Linked DNA regions of Anser cygnoides: region 1 is linked to region 2. A link is a contact called in public Hi-C data. All regions are on one chromosome and are shown on one strand. Each heading gives the region's core, a stretch centred on a gene start, on an enhancer-like site or on the middle of the called end of the contact. The rest is flanking DNA. Distances are from core to core; before and after follow the strand shown.

Region 1 (4,899 bases), core at 1,445-3,944, 120 kb before region 2:
CTCTGAGCCTGTAATTTTCACAAGGACTCCTACCATTCCCCTGCTCTTAGTGGGTGTTGAATCCCGAGTTGCATGGTTGCACTAGTGAAGGAGGGAAGTTACAGTGCATCGGTGCTCTCTGCACTTCTGTTTAAATGCAGGTTTCTCAGAAGCCAATGCAAGGAAGGAGGGGCCATCACCTGGAAAACAAGCTGAAATGAAGGCTATTTTGCTGGAAATGTTTATACATTCTTTTTGAAAAACACAGAGTATTGATAGTGCAGCACAGAGTTCAGCTTGTGCAATCAGGAGTGTGTCTCTAAGTGTCGGTTTGTGTGTGTTTGCAAGGTAATGTCTTTCCCTGAAAGTAAACTTTGGAAAACAGCTGCCAGCAGGTGAATTCGCCTGGTAGAATCTCCCCAAATATCCCGATCCATTGGCACCGAGTCACCGAGAGCAGCAGTGATGAGCCCCAGTGCCTGTAAATTTTTGCCTTGGTTTCCTGGACAGAATTATATAGGCAGATGCGTCAGTGTGTGTGTGTGTGTAATAAATCCAACTAAGACCCACTGGCTGCAGACACGGTCTGACAGCGTGGCGCGTGTGCTCTGGATCTGGCAGTCTGGCAAGTGCCAAAGAGTGGATCTGCTCAGTGGTCATTGTGGTGTTTCCAGATACCTCAGTGCTTTGTTAGAGCTGCTGCATAAACCAATGTCCTGATACCCCCTTTCTTTGCTGAGATTGATTTTTCTCTCTGGGAAAAAAAAAAAAAAAAAAAGGACATGTGCAAGGACATCTGTGGTGTGGTGGCCTTAATTAAACTCCCAATCCAGAGCTGGAGGAATATCAGAAAGAGGCCAGGGCAATGTCCAGCATTTGATAGTAGAATTTTAATCAGATGATCCCAGGAACCTGTGATGAGAGTCTTTGGCTTGTCTTTTTCATAGTACCATAACACCAGTGAGAAAAGCAAAATGTGCTGCTGGTAAATTATGTCCTGGTGAACATCTGCAGGATGCTCACAGAGAAGTAACACAGAGGCAGCACCACTCCTCTGCCTCTGTGCCAGTTCTGTGGTCTTTGATGCAAAATAAATGCAATTCAAGGAATCAGGAAAGTAAATTGGCCTGAAATTAACACGGTTGTGATCTCACTACTCCCAGCGAGTCATACAGTTTTTCTGCCCTGATCTTGCTGTATGTTGCTTTTCTCTACTATAGTCTCCACTGCCCCTTCTTAAATGTTGGGAATAACGCATTTCTTATTTTATATGCCCTCAAAATCACGTGTGCTCCCATGTTCTGCCAGTAAACAGCAAACTTCACTGTCCCTGCGGTCCTGGAAATCTCTTCAAATGAAAGATTTTCATATGAAAATTCCTCTGTAATTTACCGTGCTTATGAAAAAAATGGAAACGCCTAAAGTCAACAAAACAGCTAGCAACTTGGGTGGCCGGGGGTAGCAGGTGGGGGTGCCACGGTAAAACAAACCCCAGCTTAATTACAGAAGCCTCTGTCAAAAAGGTTTTCTTTCTTTCTCGTGCACGTATGTACGTGCATGTACTTATCTCTGGCAAATAGACTTTTCTTAAGGAGCAGGGTGAGCTGCAGCACATGAGTTATTCCTGTTGCTCAAACTATTTTGCTGACTCAGTCCTAGGAATCCTTGCACGAGCGATGCCGAACTGCACTCCATTGTTTTTGATTTGGTTGCTGCTTGGTACAAAAAAAAATCTGTTCTGGTGCTTTCCCAGCAGAGAGCTGAGAAGCCGAGCCCCAGCTTGGTGGCTGCTGCTGTGTTTGCTTTATTTCGTGGTCAGTGCACCTGCTTGTAAGGCAGGCACCTTGGGAAGTGCTCCCTGCGTGAGCCTCCTCTGATGAGCAGGAGTAATGCAACTGAGTCAACGGCATCATCCAAATTCCAAAGTGTGGGTGGAAGAAAAGAATCGCCCTTTGTTGCCGAACCGAAAATCCTGAAGCTTTCTTCGCTGTGTAATTCGTCGGTGTCAGCAGATTCTGGGTGTTTTACTGCCAGCAGTCAGCTGAACTTCCTTAAAGTTGCAACATCAGGAGGGTTAATTATGTACAAAGCGTTGGCCAGGGCTGAGGTCTGGCATGTGCGGACCCAGCTGTGCTGGAGAGATGATCCAGAGGTGATTGTCATGGCCAAGGCTTGCACGTTCCCGGGGACGCGGGGCCAGCTGCGATCCTAGCACCAGCTCGAGGAAGGCAGGGAGAGCAGGCAGGTTCTGGGAACAGCTTTCCTTCCTGCCAGAGGTCCTGCTTCAAAGGAACCCAGGTCGTGTGTAGGGGATTGCTGCTCCCAGGAACAGAGCTGGAACCCTTGGGGGTTTAATCTGGCTCCTTTTCAGCACCGTGCTAGGGTTGAAAATGCCATTTTCAGGTATAGAAATTTTCTTTAAAAAAAAAAAAAAAAAGTTGCAGGGAAAATAAAGTTCATAATTAGTTTGTGTGTGAATGGGTGGTGCTTTACAACTGTAGGACTCCTGTAGTGGATAACAGATGGGTGGTATTTCAGCCAGAGGAGGCAGAGATTTCTCTCTGAGGCATGGAGAGGGCTTGGTTTGGAGGCCAGCCTCCCTCAGGACTGCGGCACTTGGCTTGCCAGGTCCTCCCGAGGGACAGCAGTCTCTTGTGCTCCTTCCAAGCTACCTCCAGCTCTGCCTCCCCTTCCAGCAGCACTTAAAATACAGTTTGTGGATTTCCCAATATTTGTAACCTCGTCAGTCAGGGCTTATCTCCCGGATAAATAAAAGGACACAAAACACACACGTGCCTTATCTGAGAGCTAACAGAGCGCTCTCCTTGCCTCGCTGAAGGCGAAGACGTGGGAAGCGTTCTGTCAACAATGCAAACAATGCAATTAAAATACGTATCGATTCCCTTTTCACTTGCGCTGGTTTCTTGTCACCTTGCTACCAAACCCAGTTTTGACAGCCGGCTTAGCCAGGAGGAAGGAGTCGGGCCTGAAGGTGCTGATTTTCTCCCTTTACTTCCTTTGCCTGGCAGCTGGCAATACCAGAGGTACTGCCCCTTGCTGTCCTCCTAACAGATTTCAGTTTGAGTTCTTTTGCCTGAGCAGCAGAATATTGTTCTCCCTTGCCTAACGAAGGGCGCTCCAGTGTCCCTACTTTTTTTTTAATCCAAATTTTATTTAATTATGACACAACTCACTAACAGCAGCAGCAGACCGAAGGATGCCTTAAATGCTTGGCTGTCCTTTTGCTGCCGCGGGTCAGGTATCAGCCAAGCGTCAATGTTGCCAAAGAGGGGAGGGGATGGGGCTTAAATACATGTTTAAAGCAACTTTTTTTCCCCCTTTTTTGGCAAAACGCCTATTTTCCTGTGTGCTACTTCACTGAGTCCTCTACCCACCATTTCCCCTGACGGAAACACCCAAGAAGGGTCTGTGCTGTACCAGGGGTGACTACGGCAGTAGTAGCTTGGTTCAGCTCCTGCCTTCGATACGTGCAGTGCGCCCGCCTTGTGTCCTCCCTGCTCTGAAGTAAATGGCTGGTTAATCTCCGTTCCATGGAAAGGGGAAAAAAAAAAAAAAGTCAGAACATGCTTGTCCCCTGAGAAGGGCTTTTTAATTGCTCTAGCTTGACACTCCAACTTAGTGTCCTCATGGCCACTGATTGATTTCAATTAACATTCCCATGCTCCAGGCACTATAAATAACCCTTGTCTGGCCGGCTGCTTCTCCACTGCCAGCTCAACCTTTCTCCTTTAGCTGCTGCTGCTGCTCATCTTGCTTCTTGGCTTGGCCTCAGGCTCAGTCTATAATTCTTTCCAAACTTCCCTGTATAAAATAATCATGTACATGAAGTAAAACAGGAGTCTCATATACACACTTAATAACTCTTGTGTACTGTATGAGTGGGAATTCCACTTTATAACCCCCAGAGCTTTCAAATGGTTCTCATTTTCGGCAGCATTCCTCCTGTGAGATCTAAAACTTCCCATTTTATCCCAAGCCGTTTCTTTTCCCTTTCAACCTTTTATTTCGCCTCTAGATTTCGGGGGACAGACGGCTGCTTTCCTTTCGTCTGTGGTTTCAGCAGCGAGGCGTCGGGGAGCTGATAGCGCTGCCGGTCGGCTCTTCAGCCAAATGTCAGGGCTCTCCTCACAGTGCCACATTTTCTGAATTAAAGATTTCGCCTTGCCTGTGATTCAGAGCAAAAGGCTGTGAGTCAAGATTTAAATTAAGCTGATAAGATAAGCTTTACGGGACCTATAGCTAATGTTCTACATGTGTTGGTCTGTCTGCCTACCTGTTATCTCTTTCCCAGTGAAAAGGAGAAAGAAGAAAGAGAATATCGTATGTATTCAGACACATAGCGTATGTGACAGATAGATAACATCTGTATGTACCTGGATGCAGGAGCAAGACTGATAGGCAGATAAGTACGAGGTAGCAAGCCACAGATTTGTAAGGCCAGAAGGGACAGTTACATCAAAGGCGTGCAGGACTGGAGGGTTTGAATTGGAAGGTTTTTTTGTTATTTTGATGACGTTTGGAAAGCCGAGGGAAAATAGACACCTCTTTGATAAAATGCACGTGTACTTCTCTCCTTTGCTGCCAGCTGGGTTTTGATTGAAGTTTCACAATTTTAAATTTAAAAGAAAAGTTCGTGATTTGTCCCTCTTGTGTCTGGCTCTTCCCCCCCACCCCAGCAACACATTGTCTGGTGGAAGATCTCAAAGACCCTGATCTGCTGGCATTTCAATGAGGAAGATTTGTATTGACTTGGGACTAGTCCACGAGTATGACAGAATTCAAAGGAATAATAAGCATTGCCTCCCCAGCAACCGAGAACCTCTCGCTCCCAAATTTCCCGATTTCTTGCAGAAAGGGGCGAGCAGGGAGGCTGCAGAGGAATCAAACCCGGGAGCTTTT
Region 2 (4,356 bases), core at 628-3,127:
AAGCTGATGTTGCTCGGAGCGGGGGGGGTGGTGGTGGTGTGTGTTTGTGGAGCCGGGGTGCTCCGTCGGGGCTGGCAAAAGCGAAGCAAAACAAAACAAACAAACAAAACAAACCCCAAAAATGAGAAGAAAAAAAAGAGCAGGCAGCGGCTGGGGGCTTGGGGCCGCATCCCCACGCAGCAGGAGCTCGTTTGCCACCCGGGAGGGTCGGGGCGGGGGGGGGAAGAGAGGCGCTGCCCCCCCGTCGGGGCGGTGAAGCCACCCCACAGCCTCCCGGCTCAACTTTCTCCTCTCCGCCGAGCCCTGGCCTTGGAGCCAGCGCAGGGGCACCTCTCGGTGCCATAGGACCCCCCCCAAACCCCAGGTCGGTGCCATTTATTTGGGGGTCAGGAACCTCTATTTTTTTTTTTTTCCTTTTTTTTTTTCTCCGCTCCCCTGGTACTTGCCCCCCAAAAATTCCTGCAAAGGGAGGGCGGTTAAGGTGCTTGGGGGAGATTTTTCTGTCAGGAGATGAAATTCACTGCGGATTCAGAGCCCCCCCTCCGGCCCAGGTATCAGGTAGCCGCTTTTGCAGGGCACGCTTGGTTTTTAGGTGCTGGGGGCTCAGCCTGCTGGATTTCCCCCCCTCCCTTCCACGGGCCTAACACTGACCTCCCCCTCCCCATGCCCTAGCAAGAAATCCGTGTACCGCAGGTGTAACTCTGCCTTGCAAATGGCTTTATCTCCTGTGTATCTTATTTGTATATAGTAACGTTAATGAGTAACTCTTGTGGCGCTTGTGGATGGAGGTAAACAGCGAGCAATCTCTCTGGATTATCCTGTCTATTACTCACCTGGCGCCTGTCTTGATATCCTCAATGGTTTTATGGCTGATGCAGGCGACCCGGCGCTGGGGGGGGGGCCGGGAGGCGGCGGGGGGGGTCCGGCGGGGCGGCGGCGCCACCTCTCGGGCAGTGCGGGCAGAGCGGGGCGGCCCCCGGGGGGGCGCAGGGCTTGGGATGGGGGGGGGACACCCAGCGGGACGGGGGGGCTCCGAGAGGGGGGAAAACGGGGGGGGGGGGTGGCACAGGTGCCCCCCCCATTCCCCGGGGGGGGCAGAGCTCGCTGCTGGTTTTCCTGGGAACGGAGCCGGCTTTCACCCCGGGGTGTTTTGGCCGCCGGTGCAAAGTCTCTGGGAAAGCGGGGATGGGGCAGTGGGGAGGGGGCGCACGGGGGGGGCAGGGGATGGGGACACGACCCAAAGGGACCGGTGCTGCCCGGGGAGGGGCACGGGAGCCACCTCCGCGGGGCCCGACGGGGCGGCCGCTCCGCCGCCGTCCTGCCTGGCCCAAGCTCCGCTATTAGTTAATTATTGATTGATTACAAGCGCAAATTTATTCCCCCCCCCCCCCCCCCCCCCCCGGCCCTTTCCTCGCCTCCCGGCCGCGGTGCACGGCGCGCTCCGGCCCCCTCGCTCCTGCCCTCTGCAAACACCGGGAGGGAGGCAGGGAGGCGGGTTGTTGGTTTTGGCCTCGACAGCTTCCAGGAATATGAAATATTGAAGCCCTTCGGTCGATCCCCTGTACCCTGGCCGCCCTTTTTTTTTTTTTTTTTGGCCTTTCATGTCCTGCCTGGGGGGGTCCCGCGGCGGACGGCTCCCCCCCCCCCGCCCCCCGCCGTCGTGCGGGCTCGCAGCACGCCAGGCCTCGCAGATCAAAGCGGCTCCTCCGTCCTCCGCACGAGGGGAAGAGAAAAAGGTTTTTCCTTCTTTTCAACGATTGTTCGTAAAAAAAAAAAAAGTCTTGGAAGCGGGGACCAGAACCCGCCTCCGCCCTCGCCCCGGGCTGCGGGGTTGCACCGGGAAGCGCATTTAGGAAGGCAGGGAGAGGGCTCGGGAGAAGGGAAGGAGGAAAAAAAATAAAAAAGATGGGAAGAAAAAGGGGAAAAAAATAGAGTTGCTTAAAATAGAGCAGCCGTGTGTGTACGGAGCGCACCCGAGCCGGGGGGGGCTGCGTGTCCCGGGTGGGAGCCCACCGACGGCCGCCCCGTGGGGTGCGGGGTGCGTGGGGCTGGGGGCGGGCAGGGCAGGGGCAGGGCGACCCCCCGGGGGTCCGCAGCTGGGTTTTTACTCCGGGGCTCGGGGTGGCCGTGGGAGAGGCTGCAAGAAGCGCTCAGCTCCGCTCCCGAGCGGCCCTGGCTGCCTAGGGACGGACGGACGGACGGACGGACGGGCCGTTTGCTGTCCCGGGGAGGGGAAGATGCTCTTATGGGGCGATTGCTTATTGGGGCGCTGCTGCTTGACACCACGGACCGGGCACCCTGGGGGCACCGGGGGCACGACGGATCCGTGCAGCAGGCGCCGCGACGGCGGGGCTGGGGCGAACCGGAGCGGGGAAATCCGAATTTCCCTTCTCCGGCGTCTTGCCAGGAGCCCCCCCGAGCCCCCTTCCACCCCGCACACGGCAGCAGCCCCGCAGAGGGACATTCCAGCCCGTGGCGCTGGGGGCTGGCATCGCCTTATCTCCCTGACCCGCCGACCTCTCCGTGCAGCCAGACCCTTTTCCATCTCCCGAGCTTTTAAAGAGCGCCCCTTTACACCTGAAGCTTTTTGACTCCGGGCATAGAGAAAAGCCAACAGCTCGCAGGGAGGCAGCTCTGGAGGATGATGCATGCTTTGGGGGGTTTTGTTGTGTTGTTTTTTTTTTTTTCCTTCTTTTTTTTCCTTTTTCTTTTTTTCCTTTTTTTTTTTTTTCCAGCCCATAACTTCCCACGTGCTTTCTCCCAAACCCCGCATTATTCGGGAACAATTAAGGCGTGTAAAAACACGGCGAGGCGAAGCCCTCAGCCTGAAGTGGCCGTTCAAGGCACTTTTGCAACTCGTGGCTCCAGCTCCTCGCCACGCCGCGGGGTCGGAGCGGGGCCCCCACGGCACCGCCGCTCCTCCTCGGCGAGCTCAGCCCGCAACTCGCCGGGCAGGCACCACCTTCGGCTTTTCCCATTCCTAGCACTTATTTTTCACGATTTGAAGATTTTGGAGAAAATGATCATTTTTTATTTTTCCGCTCTCGGCCGAAAAGGAGCTCGCCGCATCTAACCGGGGCTGTAATTCCTGCTGAAGCTCACGTTTTTCTCACTAGATTTAGCTTCCATCACTCCCCCAGATAAAGCCCTTTCCAGAGAAAGACCCTATTCAACACATTAAAAAAAAAGTCAGCAACAAACAAATGATCGTGAGCGGGCTGGGCTGTGCCGAGCCTCGCCGGGCTCTAACGCAGCCGGGGAGTCCCCGACCCCAGGGGCACCCGGCCCCCCCCTCGGGGGCAGCCCCCCTCTTTTCTCCTTTCCGAAGTCCTTTCAAAACTTTATTTCTTTGCAAGCCGCCAAAGCACCGCTGGCAAATACAGTAAAATAAAGTTACCGGTGAAATTAGCCCGAGAGAAAAATAACAAAAATAAAAATAAACAGTGGTGCCTTTTCCCCTCGACCTGCTCCATCCAGGGAAGCCCGGGGGGGGTCCCACCGCTTTGGCTTGAGGGGTCGGGGAAATTGCGGAGCCTTTCTTGGGGAAGAGGTGCAGGAGAAGGAGGGAGCTGGAAACTTTTGTGCAAAACGTTGAGCCACGTTTCTGTTCGCTCCCGGGGAAGGGGCTCGGAGCGGCCCCGGCCCAGCAGCCCCCGCATCTCCCCCGCAGCTGCTCGCTCGCCCCCGGCGCTGCGGCATCGCCACCGCTTCTGGCCGGGGCTCGTTCCCTTCTGCCGCGCAGCATCGCCTAGCCGCTCGGGCACTGCTTTCCGACGGGTTTCTTTAAAAAAAAGATTATTTTTAAGCGCTCCCTTGTTGTCAATTCAGGCCCTTTCCCGCGGATTTTGAAGGGATTTTTTTTTTTTTTTTTCAAATTCGCCTGCTCTCCCGAGCCCTATTCTAGCCGGCTTCCATTTCTCCCAAGCCTGAGCTAAAAAACAAAGAGAAAGAGAGGGGGAAAAAAAAAAGAAAAAGAAAAAGAACAACAACAAGCAAACAAACAAGAACCCACCCCAAACCTTACATATAGATGTAAGGCAGGTCAGGAGGCTCCCCCGCTTCGCTTGCTGCAGCGGGTGGGGGCAGGGGCTACCCCTAGGAAAAGTGAAAAGCTTGTTTTAATGGGCGGTCATTGCTAAATCTCACCTTAGGGCCAAAACGACTCGCGACCCATTGCCCTCCTTACGATGTATTTATTTGTCTCAGTGGCACCAGCCGTCAGTCATTAGGGGGGGGGGGGTTAACCCGAGAGCCGCACGACGGTGCTGGCGGTGGTCTTGTGACTCTTTGGTTTGTTTTAAATATGATTTCTCAACAGGAACCCGGCCAGAGGCGAAGCAATGACCTGTCCCGGTG

Evidence for each region. Hi-C and Micro-C count contacts between places; a contact is called where the count stands out from the background.
Region 1: a contact with region 2 is called in a Hi-C map of liver, with 17 times the contacts expected there. The contact joins two enhancer-like sites. A contact is called at or near these places in 2 of 7 Hi-C or Micro-C datasets (both in liver).

Annotation. Positions count from the first base shown.
Region 1 is chr17:12,745,611-12,750,509 of Taihu_goose_T2T_genome, reverse strand. All of the region lies in intron 14 of LOC106031380 (a long non-coding RNA gene), which reads left to right. Among named protein-coding and RNA genes, the nearest start is that of TBX3, 110 kb to the right of the region's middle. Within about 2 kb of position 2,694, at least 2 of the 3 cell types and tissues checked have open chromatin away from gene starts, as enhancers often do. A contact at or near this core is called in liver, where this site is marked.
Region 2 is chr17:12,622,047-12,626,402 of Taihu_goose_T2T_genome, reverse strand. No RefSeq gene overlaps it. Among named protein-coding and RNA genes, the nearest start is that of TBX5, 5.9 kb to the right of the region's middle. Within about 2 kb of position 1,877, at least 2 of the 3 cell types and tissues checked have open chromatin away from gene starts, as enhancers often do. A contact at or near this core is called in liver, where this site is marked.